Regions from separate parts of the Gasterosteus aculeatus genome. Here region 1 is linked to region 2. The links are chromatin contacts, called in public Hi-C maps. All regions are on one chromosome and are shown on one strand. The core of a region is the stretch at or near the end of the contact, and the rest is flanking DNA. Distances in the headings are between cores, read along the strand shown. Region 1 has its middle 30 kb from the start of sema6cb. Region 2 has its middle 8.2 kb from the start of LOC120811031.

Region 1 (4,810 bases), core at 1,365-3,864, 100 kb after region 2:
ATATCCCAGAGTAGAACTGCCTGATTTGGGCCGAGGATCAGATCCTTGAGATTATCCGAAGCTCAGGACCATTACGTTTGTCCTGGTCAGCCACTTTGAAGTGAACTACTTCCTTAATAGCGTTCACGTCTGGGTTTCCCTTCTATACAGATCGCTTGATAAAGCTTTGTAGCCAGTTTTATATACATTTTTCAGTTTTAGGCGGCGATGAACTGTTTCCTGAACCCAAGCACATCTCATTTGGGCTATTTTCTAGGTATTTGTTGCAAGTGAGTCTGGATCTCAGCTACATTCAATATCAGACTTCTAAATGTCTTTTATTTATTGGATTAACAAAAGGACACAATGGCGCCTCCAAAAAGGTTTAGCGTTCCTTCAGGCAGAAACTATACAAGTTATACTTACGGATCATTTGCAACCCATTTCTATTATACTTGAGGAGACGGGAGACATTTAAATGGCATCCTGACACTGCAACTCTTTATTCAGAATTATTTTAATTATTATTACTTCTTTTCTTTACTTTTGCTGCTCAAATATCACAATATGTGAACAGTTTTGACAACACAAAAGTCAAACCTCTGAGCACTATTGAGAAAACATCAGCTGTTATAATGGAGTTGAAAGAAGAGTATTAGGTTTAAGTTTCATAGCTTCATATCTTTATGGGGGGAAATAAATGGAAATTACTTTTACTCTCAAGGGGAAAACTGCACATTGTCTTTTAGCTGTTTTGTTCACTTGTCACATTAAGACGTGAGGTTTCTAAACACATGCGGCGAAAAGTTTATAAAAAAACAACTTCATTTGGAGGTAAACGAGAACTAGTACACCCCAAACTCATTGTATGTCATCGCCGTGCGACGCAGGGCGTCTGTTGATGGGCGGAGGGATGACGGTTTGCCCTTTGTTTTCTCTTGCAAAATGAAACCTGAAGAACCTGTATGTCGACTTTATGTGCTTTTGCCCTTTCGAAACATTTCAGCAGTTAACTCGTTTAGTGCAAGTTTGAGTACAGATTCAACTGGTGGCCAAAACTAAACAAACTTAGACCCTGTGTGTGTGTGTGTGTGTGTGTGTAACGGCTGATTTTGACCTCAAACCCTTTGAACCGCGCTAATTGGGCGAGTCGACGGCTGCCGCGCGCCGCCGCTAATGAATCCGGCGGAGGAGCCGGGGCTCTTTGGCCTGGAACCCGAACGCGGCCGCAACCCCCCGGCGATCATCGGGCAGACGCTCAGCTGTCGCCTCAGTGGGGGAAATCACGTGACCCGGCGTCTCAGCTTTCAGGGGAAAGTGAAAACACGAGGCGTCCTGCCCCCCCCCCCACACACACAATCAATCACCATTTGGGTCATGCCAAAGAGATGGGACGAGACACACGCATGACCCCTGACCCCCGGCGCGCGGGGGTGGGGGGGGTGGGGGTTCTCCTCAGAGAGCGTGACGGGGATTAGTCCGCGTGCTCCGCTGCCGACTGCTAACGGAACCCTTGCGTCGACCACCTGACCCCGCCCACCTCCGACACCATCAATCCAGCCGAGGAGGTCACGGCGGCCTGACCCGCATCCGACCCCCCCCCACATTCTGTGGACACAGGGCCACAGGTTCCAGCTAAGCCCCCGCCTGCTCTCAGTGACTAGCTGAATGAAGGATGTGCCTGAGGTCCGTGGGTGCCCCCCCCCCCCGTGACATCCGAACAGTCGGGAAGTGTCGTTTCCGTCGCGCGGGGGCAGAATTAGCACAGCGTAATTACTCGAGGGAGCAGCGATCCGGACTCCAAGGAGCAAGACACAAGCTGTAATTCGCCGGTGTGCCCCCGAGGCGATTGACAGTCGCTATACGATATTGGAGATAACTGTCGGAATTCTGGCCGTTGGCTTAACGGATGGTGCAGTCAGTATGGTAATAACCTCGCACGCGGTGAATGCGACGAGGCGCCCCGGCGATAGCTCTTCTGTGGGGGGCATTGTCATGCTAATCTCAAAAGGAGGGGAGGAGAAAATACATTTGAGTCGATGAGGAAATAGAATGGGAAGCGGGGACCCCTGGGAGACAAAAGGGGGCTTGTTTTCAGCCAGCTCTGCCCGAGCAGCAGCCGGGGTGACAAACGGACACAGACGTTCTGCTGGCTGCTTAATTAAAAGAACGTAGGCTAATTAAGGATATCTTCCCGGTGAATGGGCCGCCTCGTCGCAGCGACTGACCCGAGTCTCCCGAGCACATGTCGGGGCACGGAGCGCACACGTGTCACCATCACGTCCACGTCCCCTCTGGAAATTCCTCATTTATCCTTTTTTTTTTTTAGGGACTTTATGGTCACCTGCTTATCTTTTATTCAAGGGATAATAACCGATAAATGGAAATCTGTGCTGATCACGATGACGATGAAGTTGTGAGTGATTTAAAAAACTCATCGGAGGAGAGTTTGCTCGCCGGAAGTCCATTAATACATCAGTACAATCAAAGTCATCGCGTTATTGTTCAGGTTCCGGCTTTCAGCTTCTCAAATGGGAGAATTCGATGCTTTTGACTGAATTAAAACACACACACACACACACTCAGCTGCAGGGGTGAGTCGACACGTGGTTAATAACTTGAGACACACATGGGGGAGGCGTGTTTAACTCACCCTGGATCGCTGCCCAGTTTCGAGTTTGTATATGATACTAGCTGAAGAGCCCCCCCCCCCCCCAAAGAGCTACTTAAAAATAGCCTCCACGGGATGGAAAAGAGCCCGGAGTTCTGAGAAGTGGAGGAAAATGGCCGAGCTGCGTGCGGAACGGGCAGACTTATCTGGTCCGAGCCAAATCTCCAGCGCACATATGGCGGCCGCTGAAATTTACACACAAATAATAGCGTGCGAGCAAGTGTAGATTAAGAAGCAGACGAAATCCACCCCCGGACACACGCTCACGGATTCAGAGTCACAGCTTAAAAAGAAAAGGCGCTGCGTATTCTACATTTAACACGTTGCAAGTTGTTGTTGTTGTTTTTTGGGGGAATGAGCCGCGCCCCCCCTACTCCCCCCCTGCGTAACGCCGAGGGTCCCCACGCGCCACACCACACTCCGGGGGAGGCGCTTTGTCAAAAAGGGCACCAGATCTCTTGAGTAGATGGAAATACGCGATTACCGGTCACCTTCGCGGCGCGTGCAGAGCGAAAGAGGACGGACGGGACGAGGGCGTTAAGGAGCGACGAGGAAGGAGAGAAAAGGCTCATCTTAGGTTTTTAATTTCCTGCTTCATTTCATGTTTCAAGGCCATGAAAATTCTCATTTTCGAAGAAGAAACAATGAGACATGATCATAACTCTGAATTACTTCTATAGTACCCCGCCCCCCCAAAGCAGTCGTGCCAATTGCTTGAGCCGAGATGTGAGCCCGACACATCAGAAGAGGAAAGTAAAAGAAATGTATAACATAAATATCATATCAGTATCGATATTCGATCTGCCATTAACTCTTAACCCACTCTGACAACCTGCAGCTTACTTTTAAAAGCTTAAAAGGACATTGGACATCGGGATTTCTTTTAGCGGGACAACAAAATGACTTCCACGAGGACGCAACGTTGCTCTTCTTTAGTTACCCGTCATTTATTAATGCAGGAGAAGCACGTGATTCACGTTCGAAACGGATGTTCCAGTTTAAAAACATCATTTGTGACACGGCATTTCCATACGGTCCCATTTCAAATCCATGGTCGAGCCAAAAGAAACATTTTACAGTTGAGCTGAGTCCGTCTTTGGCGTTCACTCGGTTCTGCATCCCGACCGGCCGCGCGGGCCCCGACGCTACAGCGTCAGAGTGTTCTTATCTCAAAAGTGCACAAAGCGGGAACTTTCTATTTTATTAAGAGCGAACAAAAAAAAGTCAGGAAGAGAACTCGTCCTCTCTGCCGGTGGCGGACTAACCAGATCCTCCGGCTTCTTTTTCTGCCAACTCAAACGAGGCCAACGTGTGTCAGAACCGCGGCGACGAAAAGCCCGTCGGTTGCTGGAAATTTCGGGGAGGGAAAAAAAGGAGGGGGCTGTCGGCGCAAGCTGGTGGCGGCCGAGCAGACAACACAAAAACGAGAAGTTCCCCCGATTGGAAAACGCAGAAAGGGAGAAAGGGACGTTATGGTGCCGCCCACGCCGCTTAATTCAGAGCCAAGCACAGAAAAAGCCACGGCAACGAGCGCTTGGCAACGAAGATGGAGATGGGAGATTTGGGGGGGGGATGCTGCAGTGGAGGTGGGAATGTGGTTGGCGGACGTCGACCGAATATGCATACGACGGTTATATAATCGTTGATTTTTATTAATAGAATCCTAATCGCAGCCTCACCGCTCACATCCACCACGAGGATGGCATCTCTTCACCGACGGGAGCGCTCCGTTCACCGACGAGATGAGAAAAGGCCCCGGTAATAGTTCTCGTGTGAGGTCGCCATGGCCGCCTTCGTTTACACCGCGGCCAGCGTTTGAGCCGACACCTCCCGGAATTAGTTTGACTTGCGACTTGGCGGCGGGGTTGGTCGGCGCGTACGAATGTGACTTAAATTAGCTTGGTGGGGAGAACGCTTTAGTTTCATTGCTCTCAGCCTCTGCCGATTCCTTTATTGTGTCTCGCGTGAATCGCCGTTAATGAGCCTTTACTTTTGGAAACTAACTTTCCGCTAATTCCTCCTCTCGCGGCGGGGAAGGCCGGGCGATTTTGGCGGGAAAGGGGGGGGGGGGCGCTTTCAGCCTGGCCGGCTGATCGATGACGCGGGAGACCTGCGCTCATTACCCAGTGATTAAGCGCTCATTTGGAGCAACGAGCCGCA
Region 2 (4,911 bases), core at 993-3,492:
TGAGCGGCGCAAACCTTAAACCACACGTGTTGCTCAGTTTACGAGTGTAATGTTTGAAAATGATACATAACAAGGCTGGAAACAAAGTCACATTTTACATGTTGTAGCAAAATCCATACAGACAAAACGTATGAGAATAGTTACATTTAATCTCTTTCTACAAAGGGAATTATTTGGGTTTTGATGGTTTCAATACGTGAAAATGGTTTGAAACTACACAAATATATTTTTTTTTACCTTATATTTTGCCTTGTTTGGCTCTCTAAACGGAGCCCAACAAAGAAAAAACTAATGAGCTATCATTTCGTGTCATAGAGTCAACACACAAGTGCTGACAAGCGGTTTCATCATTTGAGGCGGCTGCAATCCCCCCCTGAAAGCCCTCTTCTGAATCAAGTATTTGCAGAAAAGGAAACAGAGTTATGCAACTCAGCATTTGCATTTAAAAAGGTGCGGCCAACACTTGCAGGCGGTTCACAATCAGCGTGAAAGCTCTTGACTCCGGGGACACGGTTTCCCTGCCGTGTCCCCCTCATGGGCGCTCGGCGTGCAGGGCTCTCCAATGAAATTTGTAACGAGGCCGCTAAGCGTGAGGAAAAACACGTCTACCACATACTTTGAAGACTCCGCGTGAAGCTGAAGTCCCCCCCCGAGTGTCTCCCTGCAAGCGTCCAAGTCAGCCATGAAGGGTACTGAGAGCGCAGCTCAGGCAGAGATTGGTTTCCTCCTCCGATGGGTTCTTTTGCTTGACACCTCTTCTCGTCACTCCTGTATGAACTCAGTGCCCCCCCCCACCCCGGGCTTTAATTAATAGCTTTATGCTTTCCTTCAGCTCATCTTACTCCCTCAAACTAATTGCCTGCAGAAGCGTTCTCTGCTAATCCAATTTGGAACAGAGAATAATCTTGCAGGAGCATTATGTGTTTGCTTGCGTGTGTGCGTTTCATTCCTCTCAGGAGGATTTCCGCTTTGTGGTGGCGCGCAATGGAGATAATGCCACTTTCAGGCCAAATTCACAAGGTGCATTATCTTAACGTAGCTGCAGATTTTAACCTGCAGTCTCGTCTCTTCAGTCCAGGAACTAGTGAAGTCTGTTATCAACACATCAGTGTCTAAGTAATAAAAACGATTCATTTATGTTTTGTCCTCTGATGGATTATTATAAAATGTAAAAGATGTGACTTTGAGATTGATTTCAAATAAGCAGGAGAGGAAGAAAGTGAAAAGCTTCTACAAAAAATCACAAATTGACATCAGATGAATGAGTTAATTGTCGAGTTCTCGATTCCCTCAGGCCTGAGATCACGGAAAGGGACTCAGGGACGTCCTGAAAACAGCAGAGGACGAACGGGCCTCTGCGGTTTTATCCTGCTTTGATGCAGGATGAGAAGGTGAAGATGCAGGACACGTGAGAAGAGACACACATACATGGCAACAACAACGGCAGTCAACATCTATCAGCAAGCTATGTGTGTGTACGATGTTACATAGTCAGCACTGCAGTGTAAATTTAACTCCACATTTTCAATGGGCTTAAAAAGGTTTGTTTGGTTGGGGTTAAAGGGGTTAATGCTGCGGCACCTTCCGCTTCCTCCGGTGTAAAGAAAGCCTTCATCTCATGCTGCCACTCAATGTCAAGTGCATCTTCTTCACCAGCCTGAAGGGAAGAGAATAAAAAGAGCCAAGCAACTTAGTCCACTGGTTTGTGTTCTAATGAATGACTCGCGACGTCTTGATTATTTGATGCACATCAAGGATAATTTGTAAATAGAAAATGAGTTAAATAATTGTGCATCCTACCGTATATATCATGCACTGTGTGTAAGTGGCACTGTGCAAATTCAATTCAATTCATTTTATTTTGCGCAAAATCGCAAATTACAAATTTGCCTCAGAGGACACACGACATCCTTTGTCCCGAAACCGTCACATGGGCACAGGAAAAGCCAACAAATGAAAAACCCTGGATGAGAAATTGCTGAAATACATCTGTGTCATTGATACAAAGTCCTTTACATTTAAATAAACAATACAATAGCCTCACCACTGGTTAAGAACAGCTTCCAAATAGCGTGTTAAAAATGCCCCAGTGCTGATTAAAGCACATGAGACTTCATGAAGACCTCCTGCACCACCAGTCAGCGGCCGCAGGGTGTCAGTACGCAGCCACGAATCCCCTTCACGCGAAGCAGCGCGGAGGACTCCGCCGTGATGGAGGAGTGAGCGGCTGTGGTTCAGCATTCTTTGTCCACCGAGGACGGCTGGACAAGTCTTCGATTTGGGAGGACTGCGGGCCCTTGAGCCACAGGACACATCCGACAGGGACCACATGCTCCACCGCACGCCGTCTGTTCCACATCCTCCCAACGGCACAAACACAAAAGGCCTCTCCGGGTCTTACCGTCGCTCCCGACCTCTGACCCCCCCCCGAGAAGGGAAATCACAGTTCAGCTCATGACTCGATGCCTTTGGCCTTCATGTGGTCCGACGCCTTGGAGGCCAAATTAGTACCAATACAATACAATGGATGGATGGATGGATACAACTAATAATTTGGCCTTCAAGGCGAAAACGAGGTTTCGTCGTGCTGCATTCTGCATTCTGTGTCGGAGTGAAAATAATCTTTATAGACATTACATACATACAGAGAAACTTTCAGTGACGTTTGTACCCAACAAGTGGTGCTTAAAAACAAGTAAAAGTAAAATAAAAGCTTAATAAAAAAACCATTCTACATTTTCAAGACTTTTAATAAGTCTGTGTAGGTTTGGATTTCAATAATCACACGTCAGTCAAACCCATAATAATGTTCTTAATTATCTCTAACAATGCCGCACAGCTACAATCATTTGCATTCGCACCATTTCCAGGAGCCTCGCTGATATATTCCAAGGCTGCTAAGTGCGCCGGTCCCCTCCTACATGGCCCTCGTCTTCGTCTCAACAGCTCCGTCTCAATGTTGTTCTCATCCGCTCTCACTTACCGTGTAATTGGAGTTTAATTATCGCGTTACGTTATCGCTGTTTTTCCCGCTGCTCTTACGAAGGACCATGTGGACGTCTTCCACCGCGAAGCCGCTACAAAGAAGCTCTGTCTTTCCTCACTTGTCAGCAACACATTATTTATTTGATGATATCTGGTCCACAAAGGAATGCACATTCTTCAGCAATGAATATCGTGCCTTTTCAATTTTGCAAAGAGGGGAAATAGATGGCAAACACAGATGGGAGCCACAACTTCTTTTGTCTCTTCTCCCGCGAGAAAACCAAACGCGAACTCTGACCCCGTGAGTCGCCAGGTCACACACGGCACAGCCGACACCCGCGGGGTTGCGCGGTCGCGACTGGCCCCGGTTTTCTTCCTCAAAATCGCTCTGAGACTGGGAGACACAACCACTAGAGACGACGTCATCAGCACCGGGGGAAGCAATCAAACGGCTTGGAGCTTAAATGACAGAAGCTGCAAACAAAACGCGTGCAGCCGACATCCAAGGATGCGAGCGCTATAACGGGCCTCATCTGGAGCAGGAGGAGCTCTTTAGCTGCCACATGTTCCACGTTGTTCACCAGCTAGTCGCTCGCTCTGTCTACGGTTTGGCGATAAGGCAGCTTGAGCGCCGAAGGTTTATCGGTGCTTTTACTTGAAGCAGGAAACAGCTGCGAGTTTACGAGAGCAGCGCAGGACGTCGGATGTGCTCCAAAAAACACAAGCGGAGAGGCGAGAAAAAGCTCCGTCGGGCAGCGGGATGGGCGGGGGGGGGGGGGGCGAGGAGCACCACGCGTTCACGAGACACATATTCATGTGAGGGGCCACGTTCGTTGGGTGTTAAGTGGAGCCTTCGGAGAAAGGAGCTCACTGCTTCGAGGCTCGGTGTCCCGCTCTGACAAAAGCCCCTGATTCGCACACGAGGGGCCAACTGTGCGAACTACAAGGAGTAATCAGATGTTCATGAAGCAAACATTTTTCCCCCCGTGTGATAGCAACACGGCTCATGTGATGCACGTCTGTTGATTCATCAGACGAGGAAGCAAACGGGCGGCGAGGACAGAAACCAATGAGGTGGGTCCTCCAAATCAATCCTGGGGTGCAGCTCTTGTCTCACACACACACACACACACACACACACACAGACAGACACACACACGCGACCCCCTAACTCATTTTAAGCTGACAAAGGGAGAGAAATCTACATTCCTCAAAAACCGACACTTCTTCGATCTCCCGTCGACGGCACTAATGATTTGCCATTTTGAGGCGTGTTTGCGGGGATGAAGAAGGGCCTCGGTGAGGAGGAGCGAGGGGAGGAAAGAGAGAAGCAGGCAGGTTTTCTGCTGTCGCTGCGGATCGTTGGTCCGGCGGAAGCGGCGTTGTTCCATGACTAATTGAGTATCAGTGCGAGCCAAGGGGGGGGGGTGGGGGTCGGGGGGGGGCTCAGCGTGAGCAGGTGGGCGGCCGAGAGAGGTGAAGCGGGCAAAAACAGGGGAGCACAGAACACCTCCACACACACACAGGTATGAGGGAGCGACCTGTCAATCACAGTAAGCCCGCCCTAAAGCACACTGGGCGCCATTGGACGCTAAATGAACGAACATCGTGTCGTATCAGAGGTACGACATATATATACACCATATATTTCACCTTTTTTCCGGGCAAACAACAAACTTGTAACTTAAAGTCCTGTTCTAATACACAAAATGGATGATAGTTAATTATAAAAAGATTGTAATGAAATAAAACACTATCATGACCAGCAGTTATGAATCAGTATCACAATCATGTGATTCATGACCTTAAAAGGCTTTGTAATGTTTTATGAAATGTTTTGTGACTTTGTATGATTTTGTATTATAGTAAATTTGGGATGCTTTTATTATTGTGAGATGTTTATAGGTGTAGTTTGTTGCTCCGTAT

The links. Hi-C and Micro-C count contacts between places; a contact is called where the count stands out from the background.
Region 1: a Hi-C map of skeletal muscle shows a contact between it and region 2, with 3 times the contacts expected there. The contact joins two enhancer-like sites. A contact is called at or near these places in 2 of 6 Hi-C or Micro-C datasets (skeletal muscle and whole body).

What each region holds. Positions count from the first base shown.
Region 1 is chr20:3,577,522-3,582,331 of fGasAcu3.hap1.1, forward strand. No RefSeq gene overlaps it. Among protein-coding and RNA genes, the nearest start is that of sema6cb, 30 kb to the left of the region's middle. Within about 2 kb of position 2,615, at least 1 of the 9 cell types and tissues checked has open chromatin away from gene starts, as enhancers often do.
Region 2 is chr20:3,477,394-3,482,304 of fGasAcu3.hap1.1, forward strand. No RefSeq gene overlaps it. Among protein-coding and RNA genes, the nearest start is that of LOC120811031, 8.2 kb to the left of the region's middle. Within about 2 kb of position 2,243, at least 1 of the 9 cell types and tissues checked has open chromatin away from gene starts, as enhancers often do.